Regions from separate parts of the Sus scrofa genome. Here region 2 is linked to region 1. Evidence: chromatin contacts called from public HiChIP or PLAC-seq data. All regions are on one chromosome and are shown on one strand. The core of a region is the stretch at or near the end of the contact, and the rest is flanking DNA. Distances in the headings are between cores, read along the strand shown.

The links. HiChIP or PLAC-seq counts read pairs in DNA pulled down with a chosen protein or histone mark.
Region 2: an H3K27ac HiChIP or PLAC-seq map of skeletal muscle shows a contact between it and region 1. The contact joins the enhancer-like site here to the promoter of HIVEP2 in region 1. A contact is called at or near these places in 10 of 47 Hi-C or Micro-C datasets (alveolar macrophages, blood, embryonic fibroblasts and 6 more) and 2 of 2 datasets of contacts at active chromatin or transcription factors (alveolar macrophages and skeletal muscle).

What each region holds. Positions count from the first base shown.
Region 1 is chr1:22,236,974-22,242,378 of Sscrofa11.1, forward strand. It overlaps HIVEP2 (transcription factor HIVEP2), which reads left to right and starts at 3,708. Exons shown (of 10, transcript XM_021072421.1): 1 at 3,708-4,086.
Region 2 is chr1:22,367,587-22,373,113 of Sscrofa11.1, forward strand. All of the region lies in intron 2 of HIVEP2 (transcription factor HIVEP2), which reads left to right. Among named protein-coding and RNA genes, the nearest start is that of HIVEP2, 130 kb to the left of the region's middle. Within about 2 kb of position 1,980, at least 37 of the 83 cell types and tissues checked have an H3K27ac peak or open chromatin away from gene starts, as enhancers often do. A contact at or near this core is called in alveolar macrophages, embryonic fibroblasts, liver and 3 more, where this site is marked.

The DNA of each region.
Region 1 (5,405 bases), core at 2,458-4,957:
ACCCACGGCATATGGAGGTTCCCAGGCTAGGGGTCTAATCGGAGCTGTAGCTGCCGGCCTACACCACAGCCACAGCAATGCCAGATCTGAGTACATCTGTGACCTGCGCCACAGCTCACAGCAACACCGGATACTTAACCCACCGAGCGAGGCCAGAGATCGAACCCACAACCTCATGGTTCCTCGTTGGATTTGTTTCCGCCGAGCCACAATGGGAACTTCAGGTCTTGAGCTTTAGAATGTGTAGGTATCAACAGCATTATCTGTAAAAATGCAGATTCCTGGGCCTCACAAAGATTCAGATTCAGGGGGATTGGGTGGCCATGGCCATAAGCCTGCCCTGTGTGAGAAAAGCCCTTACAGGAGCCCAGGAGGCTGCTCTGTTCATTGGGTGTCACTTTCTATTTCAGCCACATGGTTTTTCTTAAGGTCTACAAACATGCCAGGCCTGCTCTGGTCTTAGAGCTTTTATCTTAGCTTGAACTCTACCAAAAGTTCTTTACTCATTTCCTTCAAGCCTTGGCATAAATGTCACGTCTCAATGAGTCCTAGTCTGACCTTCCTACCTGATGCAGAAACACAACACCTCCTGCCCCACCCATATCCTTTACCCTATTTTTCTGTTTTTCCCCTGTAACTCTTTTTATCTTCCAAAGTTCTCTATCATTTATTTCTTATGGCTCTTTTATATCCTGTTCTTTATCCATCTACCTCCACCCCCACCCCCTCACCGGCAACTAGAATACAAGCTCCAGGAAAGCAGGAATCTTTGATGTGTGCACTGATGTATCTTAAGTATCTTCGGAGCATGGTAGATTCTCAACTCCTATTTTCTGAATGAAAGTTGGTTTCTGACATGGAAAAAAATGCCATACTGCCTTGTGGACATTAATTATTTTACCTTCTTAATATCTCATAATCCAGATTAGCAGATTTTACTTTCTTTTGAAACTGAGAACTAATAAAGAAGCAATGAAAAGTAATGAAAATAAAGTTCCTACCTGGCTGTGATGCTCTATACGGGTGCCCAGGCAGGGTCAGCTATGCCCCAGTCAACCTCACTTTCCACAGAGCTTCTTAGAGCTGAGTGCACAGTTTACCAGAGCCAGTTTTGGTTTTGTCTTCAGAAGTTTTCTGGGGAGAGGAGTTTTTCCATTACAATATTGCCCATAAATATAAAAACTGGACAGACATGTCTCAGCATTAACGGCTAAAGACAGCGATGCCTTTACTTAAGGTCAGTGATTTTTCCCAGTAAACTAGGGGATGCCACCTAGTTTACAATATTCATAAGTATTTTTGCTTGTGCTTCAACTCAGTTCAGGCTAACTTCCTTAGTGCTTGACAATTTTTGGAACAAGGTAATAAGAATCAAAGTTTGACTAAAAATCGTCTTTAAGAGTCCTCTCAGGTCACCAAAACTGATGTCTATTAGCTTTTTCTTTTTTTTTAAGTATTTTAACCAATTACCTAAGTAGCCTAATATTCACATTATAGTACTTAATCTAGTCCTTTAAAGAGGCATTTAAGATTTCTACTGACGTTCATTCTCCTGAAGAAAAGCACTGCCTGCTACTTTCCTTGCTCAGCTTCTGGGAGCTTGGGCAGCTGCTGTTGTGTGTGCTGAAGGGAAATTGGATTCTTAAAGAAACTGCTTAATCTTCTCTATTAAGCAATTAAATAAAATGGGCTCTGGGAATATGTAGCAGGTGGGTTTGGAAGTGAAAAAACATCTTGAAAATCACATTTTGCGTTTTAAATGGATGTTTGAAAATGCAATGGCATACATTTAAGAGAAAATGATGATTGCGGGAGTTTTTATTAAGTGTTTCAAGTTAAGTCAAGAAAGGCTAAATATTAAAGAACTTATACAATGAAAGGAGAAGTCGCTTAAATGGAAGTAGGCCCTGAATTTAAATGAGATCTATCTCTAAGAACACAGTGAAACTTATTTCAAATCTTTCAGTTTTTTCTCCTTTGGAAAAAAAAAAAAAGGTTAAAATAGAAAGTATCACCGCTATATTTTGTAGAGTCGTTAAACGTACTGTCGCCATTGCACGAGGACCTCAGAAATACACTGATTATAGGTCGAAATGAAAAACAAAACAAAGCAAAAACGAAACCGGCAGTACCATTCTCGCAGTCATTAAAGGGCTGTCCTCCTTTTAAATGCACTCTCTTTTAATGAAAAGGGAAGGGAATATTTGATATGCCTTGACATTTGGTCCCTTTCCGCGAAATCTGAAACTTGAGACGCAAAACATTCCGCAGTTGTCGGTGAAATACCTGCCTTAAAAGCAGAACCACAGTTAATGTCTTTGGCCCGGAATTCCAGAGACTCATTTCCACCCCTCCCACGGAGTCACCTGCTCAGGGGGAACCCCGGCCAGAAATCCGGGTCGCGCCAGGTCAAATCTTGCGCGTCTCTTGTTTACTCCGCCCGGGGCAGGGCGGCGGCGCGGACGGGGGGCGGGGAGGGCCTATCGGGCCCGCGGCGCCGGGGCAGTCAGCTCTGCTCGGCTCTGCGCGGCCGCTGGGGCGCCCGGGAGGGGTGGCGCACGTTCCTTGCCCGGCCCGCAGACCACCCGGAGGAGGCGCTCTGAGAGTACGCCCGGCCCGGTGGCCATCCTTTCGCCGCGCTCCTGCCGCCGCGGCCGCCTGGGAACCTCCCCTAAGGGTGCACACAAGTCCACACAGGCAGGGTAACGGCTCGAGGGAGCCCCGGTGTCCCCCGGGTGTTGCCGGGCCGGGGAGGAAGCCCAGGGCCCCGGCCCCCACTCGCCTGGGATTCCCCCGTCCCCCGGCCCCGCTGTCCCCGCGCTGGGTGTGATTTCACTCGCGTCCCTTCGGAGGAAGGGAAGCTCGCAGACTGGAGGCGGCCGCTCGCCACAGGTCTCAGCACTGCCACCAGGAAACCGGCAGCTGCTCCTCTCGCAGCTGCTCAAACCGATTTGAATACCCCGGCGAGGGCGGGCCGCGATCCCCGAGCTGGGTGCGCCCAGGGCACCCTGGTGAGTGACCCCAGCGAAGGCAACTGGGGCATTTCGAGCGCGTGAAAAGTTCATGCTTCCGCAGGGGCCCGGAAAGTGCTAGTAAAACACTTTGCAAAGCTCCACAAACGCAGCCAGGACCTACAATATGATTTTATTTTATTTTTTGACCGATAGCATTAATGTTGCATAGAGGCGGGGCCACAGAGAGAAAAGGGATCGGAGGAACCCGGACAAAAATCATAAAGACAATTCTAATTAAAGACAATACGAATTATTCTATAATTCTCTTTGTCTTCTAGATGAGGAAAGATCTGGGAAATGGGAAGATAGGAGTGGGAGGGAGGAGGTTTCCGCATCCCTAAAGGAAATTCTCAGGCTCCTAGAGACGCCCAAGTTTTTTTGCATGACAAGTAGAGACTGGCTCTCTGGGGAGATCCCTGGATCCGAGCGAGCGGGAGCGCGGCTGCAGCGGGGCCGGGCCTTGACTTCCCGGTCGCTTCCCTCCCCCGTCGCGCCGCACAACCCTCTCCGCTCGCCGGCTCCAGACTGGTTTTTCTGGTTCGGCCTCCCTCCCTGGGACGCGCTGGGGGATCCGATGACGTCGCTGGCTGAGTCTCTCCCTCTTCCTCCCTCCCTCCGCCTCTCCCCCCGCCCGCCCTCGCCGCGCACTCCTCCTAGTAACTTCTGTTCGGGGAGGCGCTGCCAGGAATAACCCCGTGCGTCCACAGACCGGGAGGGGAGGCGGCCGCTGCGGCTCCCGCACGCAGACTGCTGCGGCCCGGGCCTCGCGGCTCCCTCCCGAGCCCGGCGGCCCCTGTCCCGGGACCATCTCCGTACAGTGTCAGAAAAATAAATAAAGGAAAGAGGAGCCTGGGCAGGCGGTCGGGATCGCTTCCCTCCCTCCGTGCCCGCCCTCCCTCCCTCTGTCCTTAAGGAAATGCTACCAGACACCCCCCACCAGACACGCTCAGCCTTGGCGAGGAGCGGCCGCCGCGGCAGCGAGAACAAGGGCACCAGGGGGGTTTCCTCCCCCTCCTCCTCTCCCTCCTCTTCCTCCTCCTTCTCCTCCTCCTTCTCAGCGGTGACTTTCCAGGTGAGCGGCCGCCGCTGCTGCTGCTGCTGCTGCGAGGATCCCCCTCGCCCGCTCGGGCTTGGGCCGCCGCGTCGCGCCCTCCTCCGGCTCCTGTCACCCGGCGGCGGCCGGGAGCTGACAGCCGCCCTAGGGGCTCGCGGCCCAGAGGCGGGCGGCCGGCGGGAGGCGGGCTGGAGGTGAGGGGGGTGGAGAGGAGGCAAGCGGGGCGCCACCGAGCGCTGTCTCTCCCCGCCGGAGGAGGGTCTCCGCAGAAACATCCTCGGTGACTGTGGCACAAGTCTCCGCCAAGTTGTGTCTTGGACGTTGAAGCTCCTGGGAGCCCGGAGCAACTTGGAGGGTCTCCCGGCTCGTTAATCATATTCCTACACGTCTCGACTTTGGGGTGCTGGGTGCAGCCTTGGGGTGCGCGGAGGGCGGACCAACCATTCGGGTGAGCAGAGCGGCGGGAATCTAGGTTCCTCGGCTCGGTAAGTGGCCTCGGCGCGGTGTTTTTCCTGCCTCCCTTAGCATTAGCAGCTCGTTTCACTTTACAGCGAAATCGCCGCTGCCGGACCCCATCGCCCTCCCGGCGCGCGCCCTCGGCCCCTGGTCTACGGCGCAAGGGTGAGGGTCGGAGGGGGCGGGGATGGGGGAGACCTCAGGTGGGGGGGTCCGGCGCGTTGGGAAATGCGGGGAATACCCTGGCCGAGGATCTATGCAGATGAGGGGTGGCTGCTTTGCGTAATGTCCTGGGGGGAGGGGGCGGCGCGGGAGCGCTGGAGGCAGGAATGTGCCTGGTTGCTAATGAGGGACGTGCACCGGCGCGCACCGCCCGGCCACCGCTGCGGCTGCCGCGGCCGCTGGCCGCCCGTCGTCAGGTAGCGGGGGAGGGGGCCGCGCGGCGCGGGTCGGGGGCGGGCGGGAGGCACGAGGGCCGGGCCGCCGGCCTAAGGCCGAGCGAGGGCAGTGAAGGCGCCGGCTGTTGGCATTTCGGCGACTCCTTTCTCCTCCCGAGCCGGGAAGGAAGGAAGGAGAGAAGGAAGGAAGCAAGGAAGGAGGGGACTGTCTCGATGGAAGGTTCAGGAGGAGGCGCCCTGGCTTTGCGGGTGCACCGGCCGCGGAGCGGCTCCCGGCGCGGCGGGCTGGCCGGGGGCGCTCGGAGACGGGTGGGGCGGTTTGCATGCGTGTTGGTCTGTGCGTCTGCCCGGGGACCGGGAAGGGACATGTGTGTTTGGGCTGTGCACTGTGGGGAGCTGGGTCTGCGCCTTTATGTCTGTTCCCTGAAGTGGGTGGAACGTTGGCCCGTTCCGGGAATGTTCCATGACGTGGTGCAGCCACAG
Region 2 (5,527 bases), core at 730-3,229, 130 kb after region 1:
CCTCAGTCCTGGTCTTGGTGTCAGGGGAATGAGGTCCTTTGTCTAACTCAGCAAACCCTTTTATGATGATGGAGGCCAAGTCAGCTTCCTTCTTTGTCCTTCCCTGGCCTGCGGTGCCCTTCCTCTCACCTCTCACCTCCAGGCCCACTGGTGGGGGTGGTGAGGTCTGGTCATCTCTACAGTGCTTGTCCCTGGGTCCCACATCATCACAAAGCGTGGGTCCTAAGTCACCTGAGGTGGCAACAGAAAGAGTAAAACATTGAATCCTGGTTGCTTGACCCCATTTAGTGGTGGTATTTCAGGCAATGTCGGTATCCCCATCCTAGCAGAGGAAATCTTTTCATCCCACCCGGTTGGCTTTCTTCTCCCACCCCCACGGGCTTTTTTAAGTTAATTAAGGAACTCCTGTTACATGGTTTCCTCCGTTTTAGACTAATGTCAGGCCGAAATGTCAACAGAGAAATAGAGTACTAATGTTTATACTGCACTTCTTAGTGCCATTTCTAAGCACCTTCTCTTACCAGTTCTAACAATATTATCATTACCCCTGTTTCACAGGCGAGAAATCTAAGGCACAGATAACTGAGGTTATTTATATGTCTATGTAGTGTCAGAGATGGGGTTCGAAAGAGGTGTCCTGGCTCTGGCGTCCGTGAGCTGGACCACTGTGCCACATGGCCAGTTACTATTTCAGTGTCTTACACTATTGTCCAGTCTCTGTTTTTCTTTGGTTTGGGATTGGACTAGGAACCTGCATATCTAGGATGAAGGGAGCCTTTGAATTATTTTAGTGCAATACTAGAGGAACTCTTTCCAGTCTCAGAGCTGTCTCTGAAAGGTACTGTGTCATTTGGTTCAAAATCTGTGCAGCTTTAATCTCCTGCTTCTATGTATTCAGGCAATCTGGTGAAGGAAAAACACATTCATACCCCCAAAAGTTTAGTAGTGCTGCAAAATACTTGATTTGGATTGACTCTGTCTCCAATTCAGGGACATTGACAGTGCTTTGATCTTTGCTGTTGAAGTCATCTCATCAGCAACACTGGCAAATACATCTTTGAAAATTTAAAATTCAGAAAATTATATCTGAATTCCTGTGTTTTGAAAAAAAAATGCTAGTATTTCTCTTCTTGAACACTAGTTGATGTTTTGGCAACTAGTTAAACGTCTGCAAATCCAAGGGCTGGCTGAGAAGCTAAGCTTGCTGTAACCAGTTATCCCCAGATGGCCAGACTCTGTTGCATACCACTTTATAGATGCTCACTGGTTACATACTTGGGGTTATGAGGTGTACTGTTCCACTGGTTTTGCCAGCCATGCACAACACATTATTTGATAGGTTGAGACAGATGGTGTAGCTCAAGCTAAAATGAGGGAGAAAAGAAAGTGAAAAAATAGAAAAAGGGCACTTGATTTTCTAACTCACATTTCGGAAGTGAATTTTAGCTTCTATGATTGACTAATAAATGCAGTGTTGCCCTAAGACTTGAATTCATTAGCGTCTGTTTAAACAGATATAAGTGAGTAATCGGCAGGAAGCAATCTTTTCCCTCATGGATGCTGTGCCAGATTTTATGGGGTCTCCTCCAGATTTGAAAATGTTGGGCCACTGGAAGTGTCAAAAATAGATCTGGGTTTTTCAGACGAAGACATACCACCATCAGTACCAATCAAAACAGAAAAATCCCAAATTTTATTTTTAAACTGGAAAAAAAAATATGTATATATAGCCTGGTGAAGCAGTGGTGATAAGGACAATTAATCAGTTTTCATGCAGCTGCTTCCTGACATTTCTGCAAATTGTTGTGGAAAAATTAATGAAGGTTAGATCAGTAATGGTTTCAAGCTTGGCCAGTGGAAAGTATGACAGTGTTTCCATCAGCAATTAAGCTGGGCTGCTTTCTTTTTTCTATAGGGGAAGTGGTATGATGTGTGTTCTCCACAGGAAATGGAAAGGGCAGTTGAGCTGTGTGAGCACAGGTATGGGAGGAGCGCGCTGGGGCTGCTCCAGCAGGCTGGCCCGGACGGGCACCATGGCCCATGTGCATCTTTTGCAAAAAGGATTTCTCTCTACCACCCGGAGACATCATCCCTTAAAAAAGAGAGTGAGAATTGCGAGACTTTCTTGCGCTGCCGTTTCAGAAACACACAGAGGCTCTGAATCTAAACTTTGGGAACCAGAAAGTGGAACTTATGACAAACAGAAAGTGAAACTCACCTATCTAATTTTATTTTTCAAGCCAAAGGTAGTTCAGTACAGGCCCAGTTCACATCCTGTGTAACCCTATGGGATTTTCCCCAGTATTAGTTAAAAATTTTCCCATAGGGTCACACAGGATGTGAATTAAAGTAAACACTTAACAAGCATGATGAAAAGGAAATTAGCTTTCTAAATGATCCTTTCACTGTTAACATCCTGAGTACTTATTAGAAACATGGGAAAGGGTCACTTCACTGTGTCATTATCAAGTTGGTACATTATGAGTATATTAACACTCCTTCCTACTTCATATGAAATGTAGTTCTTCACATATGAAACTAGATTTTACCTATTTGGTGAGCTCTTAGGAAAATGTCAAAAAGCCCGGCAAAACACTCTGTAAATCAATAATTCTTAGCCTTTTGTGGGGAAGGGTTCACAGACCTCTTTAGGACTCGGATAGAAATTTTTGACCCTTTCTCCCAGAAAAAAAAAAACAAACGCATTTTACATGCAGTTTTTAAAGGTTCACAGATCTCTTAAGTGACCTTGGACCTTAGGCATTTTTTCTTGGACTAGGTTTTTAAAGCTTTTGATGGACAGATAGGACATTAGAATGAAAATATTAATTCAGTTTAAGTAAAGATGTTATAAGAGGCCTTTTTTAAAGAAACTTTAGCAATAATAATTCTTTCCCTTTTCCACCTGGAAAATACTTCCTTGTCAATGGAAGGGAGCTTGTACAGTGGACAGAACATACAAAGCTGGCATTGAAGCTGGCTCTGTGACATTTTAGCAAGTGACTTTTGGGGCCCTGCCTCAATTTCATCACTTTAAAATGCTGGCAGGGGATAAGATGTCGCTTGTGTGTCTGGCAAATCATCCATGCTCTATATATCTCCCTTTCATTCTCTTCTTTCCTTCCTTCTTTGAGATGTAGCTTCAATGTCACTTTCTTACGCATCTTTTGGCAATTTCTCTTTGCAGGTTTTTTTGTTTTTTGTTTTTTTCACTTTCCCTGCAGTGTTCCTCTACTGCTTTGCAAATTCCTTTACTCTTAAAGTTGTGTTGTCATGCATTGGTTACTAAAGGTGTGCGTTCGGAGGCTCTTGTATCGTATCAGTGATGTTTTATTTCCCTTGGTGCGTGCTGTACCCAGCATAGTGTTTAAGACGCATAAGCATTTCCTGTTTGTTAAATTAATAGTGATAGTATCATGCTTATTAGAAACCAAATAATTTGGACTTGGGCTTGTAATTGTAATTTTATCGTGTTTATGTGACCACTCATCATCTCAGAAGAGCAATGCATATAGCTGCAGTAAAATTTAGTGAGAGAACACAGCCTCAAACTGAAAGTATGTATTTGGCTACATCCGGAGTATATTCTAAATCAGAGCCACAGTATTTTGGCTAGAGATTTCAGTCAGGTTAGTCACCAAGGAATTGGGGAAAATAAGTGCTGTTACATTACTAAAATGTTATGTATCTATACATTATCTGACTCTCAGAAGAAAATGTGGGCTCCCAAAGCCTTGGTGTATATTTTATTATTTAGAATCTGAGGTTGAACCATAGCTTGAAGGAGATATTGATCTGCCTTTCTTTGAATTAATTCCTGACATGCCCTTGCTAATGTTTTTCAATTTAAGTTGAACAAAAATGTGGCCCGTCTTTAAGGAGCTATCATTCTTTAACTCCCATTTCTCCATTTCTCCGTGTGTGTGTGTGTGTGTGTGTGTGTGTGTGTGTGTGTGCGCGCGTGTATCCTGCAGCTGTTACAAATATTTTTAAAAGCAACCGAAATTTTTAAAAAGTACATCAAACCACATTGTCTTAAGACTTGAATAACTCAGCAGTGGCAGTCAGCTCTGTTCTTTCTATATGTGATTAATGGTTTCCAAGCAGTAAATTCTGATTTAGAGCCTTGAGCATAAAGAATGACTTTATGGGCCCTGGGAGGATTGGAAGAGAGAGATGTCTAGTTGGCTGCAGGAGGTCTTGGAGCAAACTAGTGTGAGGACACAGCTCTGAGTAAGGTTGGAGAAAGCGGAGAGAGTGCAGAGAGGAGAAAGAAAAATGTGGAAAGTAGGGCATGGTATCTGGTGGTCTGGGGAAGGTTTTTGCCATCAAGAAAGAAGCTGTTAGTCTTAATATTCAGAGTACTAGAAAATGGTGAGGAGAACACTGGCTGAAGCAATTGGCGAATCGGACCAGTGGAAGTTGCTGCAGAAATGCAACTGAGGATCCAGAGAGGTGCTGATGGTGTTGGGTGGTGAGGAGGTTGTCAGTTGGGACAGAAGATGAACAGAGGCTCGTGCCTGTGAGATATGAAGAATTCAATTTAGGAAATATGGGGAAGGAAAAATACATGTTGGAAATGGGCTGAATTGGGGGCAAAGACCCAGTACAGTTGAAGGCTTTGCTCAGTAAATCATTGGCCATGAATTCTTGGCACTCGAGAGATGCACGCCATTCCTTTACTCAGGCATTTCCACCTCCTGGAAAGCCTTGTCTCTGCCTGTCAGAATTTTCAAGCCCTTATTTAACTTCTACCAGCTGCATAAATATTTCTTTCACAACACTAGCTCATAGCGGTCGCTCCTCTCCTAAGCTTATGTAGTACGATTATAAATGCCGGGGTACCTAATTGATGTTTCAAGCCATGATTTAAATTTTCACCTGAAATTCTTGTCTCTTCAGTGAACCCCTAAACTTGTGTAGAATTTGAGAGTGTAAAAAAATCTTTTCTGTGGTCTAATATGAAGTCATGCCTATAGCAAGAAGTCAATATATTTTTAAGAGTATCAAAAGATACTGAATTTTTACTACATTGCTCAAAGTTTCCTTTCCTAAATAGGAGGAAAAGGGAAGCATGAGACAAGACATAGTCCTTATTCTTTTTTTTTTTTCTGGTCTTTTTAGGGCTGCACCCATGGCATATGGAGGTTCCCAGGCTAGAGGTCAAATCGGAGCTACAGCTGCTGGCCTATGCCATAGCAACACAGGTTCTGAGCCGCATCTGCGACCTATACCACAGCTCACAGCAACGCCGGATCCTCAACCCGCTGAGCAAGGCCAGGGATCGAACCTGTGTTCTCCTGAATGCTAGTCAGATTCTCTCTGCTGAGCCATGATGATAACTCCACATAGTCTTAGTCTTGAAGTATAGATAACCAATTTGGATATTTTGTTTAGAAGATGAGCAATTTGATGGAAATCTAACACTTTCTAGAATTACAATAATGCACATGAAGTGCTTAATACAGTGCCTGACAGTAAGTACTCCATATTTACTCTTTAAAAATCACAGTTGTTCCTATTAACA